2 separate regions of the Sus scrofa genome follow, and region 1 is linked to region 2. Evidence: chromatin contacts called from public HiChIP or PLAC-seq data. All regions are on one chromosome and are shown on one strand. Each heading gives the region's core, a stretch centred on a gene start, on an enhancer-like site or on the middle of the called end of the contact. The rest is flanking DNA. Distances are from core to core; before and after follow the strand shown.

The links. HiChIP or PLAC-seq counts read pairs in DNA pulled down with a chosen protein or histone mark.
Region 1: a contact with region 2 is called in an H3K27ac HiChIP or PLAC-seq map of alveolar macrophages. The contact joins the promoter of RFNG here to the promoter of NARF in region 2. A contact is called at or near these places in 1 of 5 promoter capture datasets (fetal skeletal muscle) and 1 of 2 datasets of contacts at active chromatin or transcription factors (alveolar macrophages).

Annotation. Positions count from the first base shown.
Region 1 is chr12:952,355-959,539 of Sscrofa11.1, forward strand. RFNG (beta-1,3-N-acetylglucosaminyltransferase radical fringe) reads left to right here and starts at 4,775. Exons shown (of 8, transcript XM_021066394.1): 1 at 4,775-5,108; 2 at 5,640-5,688; 3 at 6,202-6,304; 4 at 6,403-6,556; 5 at 6,807-6,895; 6 at 6,982-7,147. The coding sequence starts at 4,821. GPS1 (COP9 signalosome complex subunit 1) reads right to left here and starts at 6,069. Exons shown (of 14, transcript XM_021066389.1): 1 at 5,960-6,069; 2 at 3,674-3,766; 3 at 2,971-3,152; 4 at 2,449-2,613; 5 at 1,889-2,024; 6 at 1,712-1,789; 7 at 1,491-1,551; 8 at 1,026-1,111; 9 at 773-867; 10 at 562-667; 11 at 403-483; 12 at 188-325; 13 at 1-120. The coding sequence starts at 3,751.
Region 2 is chr12:647,728-655,417 of Sscrofa11.1, forward strand. It overlaps NARF (nuclear prelamin A recognition factor), which reads right to left and starts at 4,097. Exons shown (of 11, transcript XM_021066338.1): 1 at 3,953-4,097; 2 at 2,953-3,036. The coding sequence starts at 3,979.

The sequences.
Region 1 (7,185 bases), core at 3,525-6,024, 310 kb after region 2:
GTTGCGCAGCACGGCCGCCCGCAGGATCATGGCTTTGACGCGGCGCTGGAACTCCTTGCCCATCAGCAGGGACTTCTCGAAGGTGGTGCTGCGCTGGTCCACGTCCCGGGCGTACAGGATCTGTGGGGGCGCAGGGGTCAGCGGGGCCCGGGTCGCCCGCCCCGCACCCCGGCCTGAGCCCGGCCACCTTGCTGTGGGAGTCGATGCGGGCGTTGATGAGCCCTTCCAGGATGAGCTGCGTCAGCTCGTCCTCCAGCGCCGCCACCGTGGTGTTGAAGGCCGTGGCCATCTTGCGCATGTCGGCCGACACGTAGGGGCTGAAGTACTGCAGGGCGGGGGCCGTGAGCAGAGCGCGGCCCCCCGGCCGCCCCCCGGCCGCCCCCGCCCCCGGCCCGGGTCTACCTGGATGAGGGCCCGGTTGCGGATCTGCGTGTACAGCGTCCTGACGTGCGGAGCCAGGTACATGTCCAGGAGCAGGTTGTCCTGGGGGCAGAGCCGGTGAGGACGGCTGCCCCCCCCCCGCAAGCGGCTGAATGCGCCGCCCCCCGCCTGGCCCCTCACCTTCATCTCGTCCAGCATCTTGAGGCACGAGGCGTACTTGGACTCGTAGAATTTAAAGATGATGTCCCGAACCTGCGGCTCCAGCTCCAGGAACAGCTTGAAGGAGCTGCAGGCGCCAGACTCCTCAGAGCCCGCCCGCCCGCCCACCCGGGAGGGGCCCGGCACGCGGGGCAGAGCCGGGCGCTGGAGCCCCACGGCCGCCCTCCCTCACCTGCTGGAGATGACGTTGCGCTGCAGCTCCTGCCGGTCAAAGGTGGCCAAGGCGCACAGGCCGCCGTAGACGGCCACGTTGCTGGGGGAGAGCAGCTAGGCAGCAAGAAGCGGGGAGCGGAGACCCGGGTCCCCAGCCGTCAGGACACGAGTCCGGCCTAGACCCGCCCACCACCCACTGGGAGAAGCCCACCCAGGGTGCCATGGGAGAGACCCCTCCGCCCCCGCAGAGCCAGACGCTGCTTCGCCCTCACCTCGGGGAAGTCGCAGTGATCGAAGGCGGCCAGGAGGAAGCACTTGGCAGCCTGCTTGTACTTGCGTGCCGCCAGCTCGGCCAGGCCTGGGGGCGAGGGGGAGGCGGGGTGAGGCAGGAGGAAGCTGCCAGGGCCGCGCAGGGCCGCCAAGAGGCGCACCCAGACGGGCCCTCCTCAGCGGCAGGGACAGAAACGCTGGCAGGCACCAAAGACAGTCCCCTGGGCCAGGCGCCCAGGGAGGCCGTGCGGCTGCTGTTGCTACTGCAAAGGGGCTTCTAGCTGATGCCAGCACCAGCTGGGGGTCAGGGAGGGGAGTGACCAGCCCCGGCAGCAGCTGTCAGAAAACAAGGCCTCCCCGAGGGGAACCTGAGCCGGGCAGGTGCCAGGTGCGGGGCGCATGGGTTTCGCTGGCTGGGACAGGGTCAGCTGTGGTGCCTGCCTGCCCCAGTGCCCCTGGGCCCTCACCTGCGGCACACTTGAGCTTGGTGAGGATGGCCTGAGTCTGGGTGTCACGCTCCCCACGCTGCTGCAGGAGAAGGGTGTGCACGTGAGCAGCCCGTAGCCCCCAGACCCTTCCCCACCGCAGGCCCGGCCCCGCCGAGGAAGAGCAGAGGCCAGAAGGACCAGGCCCGCGGGAGCCGGCAGCGGTCAGGGCTCCTGGGGCCGGGGCCCAGGGCTGGCGTTACCTCAGCAATTTCTGGGGTGGACTCGGCCTTGCTGACGTAGCTCAAGACATGAGACCAATTCTGCAAGTACACACTGACCTGCCGGGCGGGGGACGGGCTCAGCCTGGGGCACCCCCTCCTGGCCCACCAGCACCGCTGCCCGGCGGCCCCTCCCACGCCCCCCACACCAGGCCCCACCTTGATGACGTTCAGACACATGTTAATGACGTGCTTGGCGCTGGTGCAGTAGTCGCGGGCCCGGGAATAACACTTGAGGGCGTTGCTGAGGTCCCCACAGTCCAGATAGTGGTCGCCCAGGTCGTCATGGCCCCGCCTGTGGGCCCAGCCACGAGTGGACATGGGTCAAGCCATGAGCCTGGTTAGCCGCCCCCCAGCCCTGAGCACAGCTAAGGCTGCCCCCATGGAGCCCGCCCCCGGCCCCGGCGGGATGGAGCCCACCCCCGGCCCCGGGCACACCTGATGCTGCCGCCGGGATGGAGCCCACCCCCCGGCCCGGGCACACCTGATGCTGCCGCCGGGATGGAGCCTGCCCCCGGCCCCGGGCACACCTGATGCTGCCGCCCGGGATGGAGCCCACCCCCCGGCCCCGGGCACACCTGATGCTGCCGCCCGGGATGGAGCCCACCCCCCGGCCCCGGGCACACCTGATGCTGCCGCCGGGATGGAGCCCGCCCCCGGCCCCGGGCACACCTGATGCTGCCGCCGGGATGGAGCCCGCCCCCCGGCCCCGGGCACACCTGATGCTCTCCTTGATAGAATTGCCCTTGTAATTCTTCAGATCCGTGTCCAGCTTCTCCAGCTTCAGCAGGGCCTTCTTCCGAGTGGCCTCCACCCAGGCCGTGTCCAAGGGCGGGGGCTCCACCCCACTCTCGGGGATGGCGTCGGGCGTGTTCTGCAGCTCCCTGGGGAGGACCCGGCCGTCAGGGGGGCTGGGATGCTGCCAGCGGCCCTCGCCCCATGGGGAGAGCGCCCCGTTGACAGGGGCACAGCTCTGACCACGGAGGCCCGCCGCCTGGCGGGACGGCCCAGGGGGAAACGAGTCTCGGCGCCGCGCCGAGGGGCGAGGGGAACCCGCTGCGGTCTCCGCAGGCTCCGCGCGGCCCAGAACCGCGCGTGCGCACACGCGAGACGCCGCCGCAGACGCGGGGCGGGGCCGACTCTCGGCAGCGCGAGCGCCTCCCGCGTCGAGCGCCTCCCGCGACGGCTGCGCCTCCCGGCTCTGCCACGAGAAAACGAGGTCGCCGGGTCCTGGGCCTCACCTGGTGGCCTCCGAGAGCTTGCGGTGGATCTCCTCGTACATGTCCACGTTGAAGGTCCGCTGCACGAAGGAGAGGGCCATCTTCAGGGCCTCCGCCCGCAGCGGGGGGCAGTGGTCGGCGATGAACTGCAGCCGCTCGATGCGCATCAGGCCGCTGTAGCTGGCCGCATACTGCTCCAGATCCTGGGGGCAGGGGGCAGAGTGCTCGTCCCCCAGGCTGGGACCCCAGACCCCAAGCCCCAGCCAGTGGTCGGGAGCAGTGGCGTGGGGGCACCAAACAAATCGCCGACCGTCCAGGGGCTGAGGAGAGGCCGCTGGGAACGGGCCGGTGAAGGGGCCTCCGGGGTAAAGCTCTGGCCCGGGGTGAACGGCCGGAGGCACGTGGGCACCCGCCCAGACTGCCAGTCACCAGGCTGAGCAGTGAGGAGACCGAGCTTCACAGGCTGGGCCCCAAAGAAGACGTGTCCTTGCAGTGAGATGACCAAAGCGCAGCCTGGCACCCAGGGCTCCTCCGTGGGGGGGGGAGCAGATGAAAGGTCTGGAGCGGACTAGCAACCCATCAGAAATGAGCAACCGAAACCCGAGAGGTTTCCAGGTCAGAAAAAGACGTGGTCGGCGTGGGGAGCCCTAGCCCAGCCCTCACAGCAAGACTGACACCCCAACAAACCCACTGATCCCCTAGGAGCGGCTGCAAGGCTCCCTACCAGGGTGGGGTTCTCCACGACATAGTTGACATCGGGTGCGTTCTGCGGGTCCTCCTGGGGATCCACGTCAATCTGCATGGGCTCCACCGCCCCCTGCAACACGGGCGGCACCTTGGCACCTCTAGTGGGGGATGCCCAGGGAGAGCGAGAGACCCTCACTGTGCCCCAGCTCAGCTCTAACCCGGCTCCAGACAGGCCCCTCCCCACTGCCCGCCACGTCCAGCGCCGCCACATCAGGGAGGGGGCTCCCGGCGAGACCGGCGCTCAGGAGCAGAACCCCGCCCGACTGTGACAGCCTATCTCCGGGGCGGGAACCGGACGCCGGAGGACCGCTTCCCAGGGTCCCCCGAGGGTCCCTACACGCTCCCGGCCACCGTCCTGACGCAGCCTCCTCCGAGCCACGGGGAGGACCCTGGGCGGCCTCGATCGGGCGCATCCGAGCAGCGGGAGCAGCGGCACCCGGCGACGCCCGCCGGGGGCCGGCCGCGGCCGGAGGCGGGAGGGGGGCGCCCGGGCGCCCTGCGCGGCCCGCGCTCGGTGGGCGGGCGGGCTGGTCCCGGCCCCCGTCCTGGAAGGTACCTCATAAAGCAGCGTACAGGCCGACAGGCTGGCGCTCAGGCTGAAGTCCCCGGCCGTGCCCGGCAGGAAGAGCTCTGACCTACCGCTGGGAGGGGCGCAGTGCACATCTGCCACTGACGACGCGGCCGCACGGGGGGCCGGGCCACCCCGCATTCTGTCCTGACTCTCTGCACCCCCCGACCCTGACACAGAGCTGGCTGGCTGCTGAAGGAGAAAGAGCGTTAGCGCGCCGGGCCTGCCGGGCCTGCCGGGCCTGCCGGGCTGCCGGGGCCGACGGGCGGGACGCTGCGGCCGGAGCCCGGGCGCGGGGAGAACGCCGCGCGGGGGGCGCGCACGGCCGGCCCCCCTCCGGCCCGGCGGCGGGGGCGCGGAGGGGCCGCCGGCCGCGGCTCGTTACCTGCAAGTTAAACACCTGAACCGGCAGCGGCATCTTCGCCAACCCCGCCGCGGCGCGCCGTCCACTTCCGGGGCAGCGCGGCTGCCGCTTCCGGGTCGCGGCTCGGGCGGGGCGGCTCTTAAAGGGGCCGCGCCGCGCTGGCTGGGCAGTGCCCGCGGGTCCCGCGGTCGTATGAGCCGCGCGCGGGGGGCGCTCTGCCGGGCCTGCCTCGCGCTGGCCGCGGCCCTGGCCGCGCTGCTGCTGCTGCCGCTGCCGCTCCCCCGCGCGTCCGCGCCCGCGGCGGCCCCGACACGGGCCCGGGCCCCGGGCCCTGACTCGCGCGCGCCCCCTGCCCGGCCCGCCGCGGCCCCCCGACTGCGGCCCGACGACATCTTCATCGCGGTCAAGACCACCCGAAAGAACCACGGGCCGCGCCTGGGGCTGCTGCTGCGCACCTGGATCTCCCGGGCCCGACAGCAGGTGGGTCCCGCTCCGGGGCCCCGCAGACTTCGGGATTCCCGCCCCGCACCCTCCCACGCCCCGAGATCCCCGCTCCCCAGATGCCTGCCTTTGGGATCCCGCACCGCTGGCTTCCCAGGACCTCCACCGCCTTTGGACTCCGCTCCCTCATCTCTAAACTGGCATCCCTCCCTGAACCCCACCCCGGATCCCTTCCCCACCGCTGTGTCCCCAGCGTGGCCGTCAGGCCCCAAGCCCCGAGTACGTGGGGAATGGACGGGCACCCCCAGCACCCACCCTCCCAGATTCCAGGCTCGCATGAGTTCTCCCAGCTGACCCTGGGCTGAGACCCCTGAAACATGCCTGGCAAGAGCAGGGCCACCCCAACATTGCTGGGGACGCTGAGGGTACCGGCAGGCTGCTCTGCTCTCCTCTCTGATCTGCCCAAGCCCAGGCCCAGCCACTTGTGCTTCTGCGGCTTCAAGCCAAGGCCCTGCCAGACCTTGGGGTCCCCAGGGGGTGCCCCTTGACTCCTCACAACTCTCTTTCCAGACATTCATCTTTACTGATGGGGACGACCCCGAGTTGCAGCTCCAGGGTGGTGAGTGCCCCCGTCCCGTCCCGCCCTGCTAGCTGCCTCCTCAGCTGTCTCTCGGTCCAGGGCCACCCGGCCCTATGCTGTGTACGGGGGGGGGGGGGGGGGGGGGAAGGCACCTGCTCAGGGCCACACAGCTGGTGGAGGACAGAGCCCCGATGCCCACCCACCGCTGGCCCCGCATCCAGGGCCCCAGGCCCCAGCCCTGCTCTGCCTCCCTCAACCACGCCCCCTACAGGAGGGCCAGCAGGGAGCCCTCCCTTCCGGGCCTGCCCACCTCAGTCCTGCTCCCTGGCAGGTTTTCTCTCGTGAGATTCCAGGAGGAGGTTATCTGTCTCGACAGCAGCAACAGAGTCAGCCGAGCGAGGCCGGGACAGGGCTGTGATCGGCTCCGACGTCAGGGCCTCGAGCGGACAGACCTTGCGTCGCCAGCTAGCCACATCTTGCCTGACTTCAGCGGGGTGGGTACACTGGCCACAGACTTCCCTGGCACTCGCTCTTCTCCTCCTCCCACCGCAGGCAGCCACGTTGTCAACACCAACTGCTCAGCCGTGCACACCCGCCAGGCTCTGTGCTGCAAGATGGCAGTGGAATATGACAAGTTCATCGAGTCTGGACGCAAGTACGTGGTGGCCGCGCCCTGTCTCCTGCAAGCCCAGGGCCAATGCCGGGCGCGCCCCCTGGTCCGGGCTCACTGCAGGTTTCTGCACACCCCTCCAGGTGGTTCTGCCACGTGGATGACGACAACTACGTGAACCCCGATGGCCTGCTGCACCTGCTGTCCAGCTTCTCGCCCAGCCAAGACGTCTACCTGGGGCGGCCCAGCCTGGACCACCCCATCGAGGCTACCGAGAGGGTCCAGGGAGGTGGAACCGTGAGTGCCGGGGCCGGGGAGGCAAAGCAGAGAGGGGAGACCCCAGCAGGTGTCCCACCCACGTGTCCAGAGCTGAGGCCAGTGAGGGGGAGCCGTGGGAGGGGCCGAAGCCACAGGCGATCGTGGGCACCCCCACCCATTGCGCCCAGGGAGCTTTGGCCACCTGGCCGGAGAGCCCCGATGGGTGGCTGAAGAACAGGCCTCGGGGTGTGCAGGGCGAGGAGCTCTGATCGCGGCCCCTCCTCCCCAGGTGACCTCGGTCAAGTTCTGGTTCGCTACTGGGGGGGCCGGGTTCTGCCTGAGCAGAGGCCTTGCCCTCAAGATGAGCCCCTGGGCCAGGTGAGGGGGGACCTCTTGGGGCCTGGCTGCCTGGGAGGGGGTGCCCAGGGCTGGGCAGGCGCTGACCAGACCCCCTCGGCTCCCAGCCTGGGCAGCTTCATGAGCACAGCTGAGCGGGTGCGGCTGCCAGACGACTGCACCGTGGGCTACATCGTGGAGGGGCTGCTGGGCGCGCGCCTGTTGCGCAGCCCCCTCTTCCACTCCCACCTGGAGAACCTCCCGAGGCTGCCGCCCGACACCCTGCTCCAGCAGGTAGGCGTGCTGGGCCCCTGCCCGCACCTGGCTCCCTG
Region 2 (7,690 bases), core at 2,847-5,346:
GGGCCGCTGCCTCAGACAAGCTCCCTCCCTCTCTCTCCCTCCCTCCCTCCCTCTCCCTCCCTCTCCCCCCCCCCCCCTCCTCTCCCTCCCTCTCCCTCCCTCTCCCTCCCCTCCTCCTCTCCCTCCCTCCTCCTCCCTCCCCTCCCCCCTCCCTCTCCCTCCCTCTCTCTCCCTCCCCTCCCTCTCTCCCTCCCTCTCCGTCTCCCTCTCCCTCCTCTCTCCCTCCCTCCCCTCCCCTCTCTCTCCCTCCCCTCCCTCCTCTCTCCCCCTCCCTCTCTCCCTCCCTCCCTCTCCCTCCCTCCCTCCCTCCCTCCCCCCCCCCCCCCCCCCCCCCCTCCCCCTCCCTCCCTCTCCCCCCCTCTCTTCCTCTCTCCCTCTGCTTCAGCACTTCTCTGGCCCCATGCCCCTCCCTGTGGCTCCCTGTGGCACGGGGGCTACAGCCCTGGCCTGCTCCCCTACCCCCGCCCCAGCAAGCCTCCACGGAAGCCCGCAGCCTGGCCTCCGCAAGGCTCAGACCCAGGGGACATCAGGGTCCTCAGGCCAGTCAAGTCGGGGCAGTGATGCTCAAACCCACACCACAGCCAAAGTGACTCTGCTCCACTGGACGCCAAGATGCCAACCCTCGCTGCTTCCTCTTCTCCTGGCAGCTCTGCCTGGGCAGAGGGCACTAGAGCACAAGCCGTGCCATGCCCCGCCCCACCCCCCCGCCGGAGCTCAGCTCTGGCACAAGGCCCCCTGCTCTGGGTCTCCCTGAGAGCAGCGCTCCCCAAGAGCCTGGCTTGCCCCTGGACCCTCACAGCCCCTCCCGGCACCGACGCGCTGCCCGCCTCTCGCCGCTGAAACACAGTCTTGTCCCGTTTCTTTCCTGACGTCTCCACGAGGCCCTGTATACAGAAGGCGCTTCACAAACACTTGGTGGACGAATACACATTCTGAGACCTACTAGAGCCATTTCAACAGATTAGTAAGAGCTTCTGGTAGCTGTCTACCTGCTTTTCACTCAAGCATGATTTGGTGAGAGATGGCTCAGAGCAGGGGTGGCCTCCTCTCCACAGCTCCTGCGAACAGGAGTGGGCGCCATCCCCTCCCCACTCCCCCCATGTGCCCCAGCGTCCCCGGGCAGCCCTCATTCCGGGACCCTGTTACTCTGTAGAGGCTCATTCCAGACATCTGTCCGGGCTCCAAGCGTTGGCCCTTTTCACGAGCTCCCAGGAGCACGGGGTCTGGCATACAGCTGGGGCCTCATAGATACTGCTGAGCTGCACGGAGAGTTCTGCCTCCACTGCCCCTGCAGGGGTGTCTGGGACAGCAGGGCTTCCCTCGTCTCGATCCTGCCCCCTCAGCACCTCTCTTCAGGGCAGCGTCCGTCCCGCACCCCCGTCTCTCCATCAGGCCCCCACGAGCCCTCTCCCTCACAGGCTCCAGACTCCAGCCTGCAAAACTCAGCGTCCACCCAGCTCAGACTGCACTTGGCTCGCTGGGCAGCCCCCTCCTTCCTGCTTCTGCCACCGCCCCACCACTCTCTGCCCCCGGGTCCTCCTGTCCTTCCCCTGCTCTGGCCAGCTAGAGCCAGCTGCCTCTGCCACCCGCCCTAAAACACACATCTGACCTGTCTGTCTCCTCACCCGAGAGCCTCAGGGCCCCCGACCCCTCCCCAGACCGCTCCCATCCATACCCTCCGGGCGCCTGGTGAGCTTGCTTCCCATCCCTCGCCCCCTCCCTCAGTTCTCACCGCCCCCGGGGGGCGCTCATCCCCCCAGGCTCAACAGCCTCGGGGCTGGCGGGGCGCCCACTCAGGCGGAGCACTCACTTTATCTCCTGCTGCCACAGCCGGGGGAGAGGAGTAGCCCCACTCCCCCTGTCACTGATAAGGAAACTGGGGCTCCAGGGTTAGATGTCTGCCGGAGGTGGTGCAGCTGGAGGGCAGGCAGGGAGGCCCTGGCCGGCTGCTCTGGGGCTGCGGGCGTCCGGGCTCCCTGCCTCCATGCCCTGGGTGCCTGTCCCACCACTGCTGCCCACGAAGCCCCATGGGCACCAGGGCAGTGCTGGCTCCCGAGAACCAGGTGTATCGGGAGCACTGAACTAAAGAGGAACCTGCTGCTTGCTTCCCCTGCGTGGCCAGGTCTGCATTCCTGAAACCGGGACCAGTTCTTCCTACGGGAAGACGGAACCTCAGCCTCCCTGCACCGCATCCTCCTCTCTGAGAAATGGAGGCAACAGCAGGGCGTACCTGAGACGCTCGTTCTGAGCACAGAGTGAGTTCACAGGTATAAGGCACTTTCACTAGTGCCTCGCGCAGGGTAGGAACCCAGTAAAAGTAAACCATCACCACCAGCTAAGGAGGACTAAAAACTCGAGAACCAACAGAAAAATCTATTAGAAAAAGAAACTTCCAGAATCATGAAATTTGAGTTGTTTTATAAATTACCTAACTAAAACCCCATTATACAGAATGAAACTTTACATTAAAAAAAAAAAAATTATAGGAGCTCCTGCTGTGATGCAACAGGATTGGCGGCGTCTCTGCCGCGCCAGAACGCAGGTTCAATCCCCTACCAGGTACAGTGGGTTAAAGGAGCCAGCATTGCTGCAACGGTGGCTCACATCTGATCCCTGGCCCAGGGACACCATCTGCTGAGGGACAGCCCAAAAAGAAAATAAAACTTGGAGATTTAAATATCACAGCGCTGTTCCTACTGAGAGGCCTTTTCTTTGTCCCTAATGCCGGGTCTTCTAAGGAGACGGGCTCGTCGGCGCTCTCACCTTGAAGACCAGGGCCCTCCACCTGCACATTTGGACCCTGGCTGGGGCTTTCTAATTTTCTAAGCCCCTTTATTTCTTGCTTCTTTCTTAGAAAAACAACGTAAACAGTGACATGAGGCGCCCCCCAAAGGAGAAAAACAGCACTAGATGTTCACTCCAGGTGGATACAAAACTGAAAAATTCACTTGCCTCCTCTCCACTCTCCGGGGCCGGACTTGGTACCTCGACTGATGCATTCTCTTGGTCATCGGTTTTTGTTTTTTTACTACATTCCTTGAAAAGACGAAGGAACATTAGATTGATTCTCTTAATTAAAAAAACGAACGTACAAAAAAGTACATACCTGCTGATGAATTAATCTCACGCCTAGAAATCTTTTCTACAGAAAGGAGAGCACTGATACTTGTGGACACGCAGACACACTCCCACACACCCCTATATCTGCACCATTTGCAGTGACTAGAAACTAGAAGTGGCCTCTCCTGACAAGGTAATCAGGGCCCAACTAGGTGGACACGTGTATACTCAGAATACAACTAATTACGATTGCAGGTAATGCTCTGAAAAGGTATCTCTCGTGCAACCCTAAGTGAAATAAAGTCCAACTGAAGAAGGAGTACGATCCAACTTAGAAAATACAAACACAACCCGCGCCGGGCACCGTAGTTATTTTATGTTACCATAGCCTAGAAACACGTGTGGACGGCTGGCACCGTTGCCATGGCTACCCAGGTGGAGGAGGCCCAGCCCCGGGTTTCCTTCCTGCGCTTCTGCGCCCTTCTTGTTACTATAAGCACGGAAGGTTGGGAGAAGCATGACGCCCCTAAGCACTTAATCGCCGTGCAGATCATTCAGACCAAGGATAGTGCTCGCCTCGCGTGCCCTGGGAGGTAGCTGAGGTTGGCTGGTTTTCCGGGGGAGGGGGGTTGGCTTCGAAGGCACTTTGAAAGGCCAGACGCGCGCCCCGACGTCACGGCGCCTTGGGCAGCTGGGACCGGACGCGCCGGCAGCCTCGCCCAGAGCCACCTCCAGCGCGGAGAGCACGAGCCGCAAGCCGGGCCCCGAGGTTCCGTCAGCGACAACGCGGGGCAGAGGCGCTCAGAGTTGCCGGGCTCCCGACGCCCCCGAAGGCCCGCGAGCGCAGGCTCCTCCACCCCGCCCGGCCCCGCCCGAGTGCCTCCGAGCTCACCTTCCGCGTGCAGTGCTCACACTTCATCTGGAGCCGGGCGGGCAGGTCCGGGCGCGCGGCCTGAAGGGAGCACCGGGAGACGCGGTCACCGCCGCTCACCACCCGCCGCCCTTTGTTGTCGTGGTCCGGAGCGACCCCACCCCCGCAGCTCCGCTCGACCAATGAGGGTACCGAGAGCGGGCGAGCCACAATCCTGAACCAATAGGAACACGCGAAGGGCGTTGCGGCTCTACGGCACTAAGCTCAGCCTAAGCCAATGGGACTGCGGGAAAGAGGCGGGGCTGTACCAGGAGCCAATTGGAGAGCGCGGGGGCGGAGCGCGACCCGCCCCGTCGAGACCCCGGGGAGGCCTGGCAGGTTCTGGCGTGGGTTTCCGCGGCATGTGGGTCTGGCAGTGGCGCAAGGCGAGCGGGCTCAGGGTACCCAGGGGGCTCGCCGGAGTTGCTCCGGGGCGCTCGGGACTCGCGCCTTCCCCCCGGCTCGGACCGCCCGAGACGGCGCCGCCCCGGCCCGCCGCCATTGCCGCCCGGGGGCGCATCACGTAGACCCGGCGCGGCCGCAGTGCGCAGGCGCCGCGGGACCAGGAGCACGTGGCGCGTGCGAGGCGGAGGTCTTGGACCTGGCGTCTGTCCGCAGCCTCTTAGCAAAGCCGGGGGCGATGCAGGGTCAGTGGGAACGTTGAATTCCGATAACTTTGAACGCTTTGTGAAGTCAGGGGATGCTCATTTCAGCACCATCGAAGGTGAGAAATACGCCTGAAGAGTCCATTGGACCCACGTGTGTCTCTGCAAACGTCAGTTCTCAGGAATTTTCCTCCTCACCTTGGGGCCGCAGAGGCCAGCAAACTATTTAAGGCTATTCCACGTTGCAGAACCTTACCGGTATCTTTAACAGTTCCCCGTTAAAACATTACAAAAGATTTGTTTGGCTCATACCATCTTTCACAAACACATGTTTTAGGAGGTCCTCTAACCCTAACTGGCTGCCAGATTAACCCTCTGCATTACTCAAATTCATGTTGGCACCTCTCAAAAAACATCTTCAATCATCAGCATGAAGGAAAAAAGGATAATTTTATTTATTTTTTATTTCTATTATTTTTTTTTGACATTTCTTGGGCTGCTCCCGCAGCATATGGATGTTCCCAGGCTAGAGGGTCGAATTGGAGCTGCAGCCGCTGGCCTACACCACAGCTCATGGCAACGCCGGATCCTTAACCCCTGAGCGAGGCCAGGGATTGAACCCTCAACCTCATGGTTCCTAGTCGGATTTGTTAACCACTGAGCCATGACAGGAACTCCACAAAAGGATAATTTTAGGTTGTCATTTGTATACATTTTGTTAATGTTTAAAAACCATAACAATACCATAATTTTACTTTCATCAAACATATAGTTAGTGTTCAGGTTTCTCCAATCTTTTAAATTGTTTTTGGCTGCATGAAAGTCATATGGAAATTTCTGGGCTAGGGACTGAATCTGAGCCACAGATGCTACCTTCTGCCAGAGCTGGTCAGATGTTTTAACCCACTGCACCAGGCCTGGGATCTAACGCACCTCCACAGCCACCCAAACCATGGTAGTTGGATTCATAACCCACTGTGCCACAGCAGGAAGTCATTTTTTTAAAGTTTCAATTAGGACCTAAATAAGTTTCGATGTTTTATTGCCCATGTTTCAATTAGTGAGTTTGTCTCTCTTTAAAAATATTTGTTCCTTAAAAAAAGTTAAGTTTCACTTAGAAGTTGCAAAGATAGGAGCTCCCCGTTGTGGCGCCGTGGAAAATGAATCTGACTAAGAACCATGAGGTTTCAGGTTTGATCCCTGGCCTTGTTCAGTGGGTTAAGGATCCAGCATTGCTGTGAGCTGTGGTGTAGGTTGCAGACGCAGCTCAGATCCTGCATTGCTGTTGCTGTGGCGTAGGCCGGCAGCTGTAGCTCTGATTAAACCCTTAGCCTGGGAACCTCCACGTGCTGCAAGTGCGGCCCTAAAAAGAAAAAGAAAAAAAGGTTGCAAAGATAGTTCAGGGACCTCCCAGTCTTAAGGGTTTCAGTTTTATTTACTAATTTATTTATTGTATTTTTAGGGCCATACCTGTGGCACATGGAGGTTCCTAGGCTAGGTCTAATCAGAGCTGCAGCTGCTGGCCACAGCCACAGCCACGCCAGATCCGAGCCACATCTGGAACCTACACCTTAGCTTTCAGCAACACCAGATCCTTAACCCACTGAGCGGGACCCAGGGATCAAACCTGTGTCCTCATGGATACTAGGTGGGTTCATTACTGCTGAGCTATTCGGCAATTCCCAGGGTTTGTTTTGTAAACCTGTAGGTACTGGCCACCCCCCTCTCTCCTAGCATGTCACTATGAAGGGTTCAGGTTGTTTGCATGCAGGCTTTTCAGCAACTGCTGACTCATCTCTGTGGAGCTCTTTGGCACATCCTTGTTCTGGATTTTCAGTACAGCGTGGTTTGAACATTCTAGTAACTTGATGACAGGGAGGTTAAAGTTTTTTGGCGAGATATAGATGGAGTTGTGAAATTCCATCAGGAGGTTCCAAGTTCTTTTAACATCACATTAACTAGCAACTATTGATGAGATTGCCTCGATTGACTAGGATGATTTGGGTTTTTTTTCCTTTCGGCCATGCCATGTGGAAGATGTCCCGCCAGGGATGGAACCCAGGCCACGAGAGCATCCCAAGCAGCTGCAGCGACAACGCTGTGCCAGAAGGAAACCCCGTAGGTGATGTTTTAATCCTATCATTTCTTCATTTACTAGCAGGAATACTTCCATGATGCGACATCTTCTTATCCACTATTCAGTTGTTCTGTTGTAAATCTTATAATAAGAAAAGCAGGATAAATGCTTCTTTTCCTTCATTAACCAGTCAAGAAGAGCCACGTTTGTGTCTCAGCACCATCCAAAAGTTATCAAAGGATTTTTAAAATATCATGAATTACGGATTTAAACACATGATTTTTTTTTTTTTTTTTTTTTTTTTTTTTTTTTTTTTTTTGCTTTTTAGGGCTGAACCCTCGACATATGGGAGCTCCCAGGCTAGGGGTCAAATTGGAGCTACTGCTGCTGGCCTACACCACAGCCACAGCCCCTTAGGATCCAAGCCGTGTCTGTGACCTACACCACAGCTCATGGCAATGCCGGATCCTTAACCCACTGAGCAAGACCAGAGATGGAACCAGCATCCTCCTGGATACTAGTCAGAGTCATTTCCACTGTGCCACAGAGGGAACTCCTCCAGCTTCTTCTTTTGACAGTTTAACATCATGCCAGAGAGCACAGAAAAAATAAGGGCTCAGATGCATTTTCACAGAGCAGGCGATGAAGTTTGAATTTACAACACAGATACAGTCCGTGAATGGCTGGCACAATACACAGATTTAGTCACTCAGTCCCCTATTTATGGATTTTGTATTTATTTAGCCTTTTGCTGTTAGCAATATTCAGCAGGATTTTAACCAAATCGGAAATTATTTGTTCATTCGATCCCTGGCCTCGATGAGTCGGTGAAGGATCTGGCATTGCTGTGAGCTGTGGTGTAGGTCACAGACGAGGCTCCAAACCCGTGTTTCGGTGGCTGCGGCGGAGGCCAGAAGCTGCAGCTCCGATTCAACCTCTAGTCTGGGAACTTCCATATTCCTGGGTGTGGCCCTAATTAAATAAATAAAGGACAAAAAATAAAATAAGACCATTTAAATAAAAAAATAAATGGCTTCT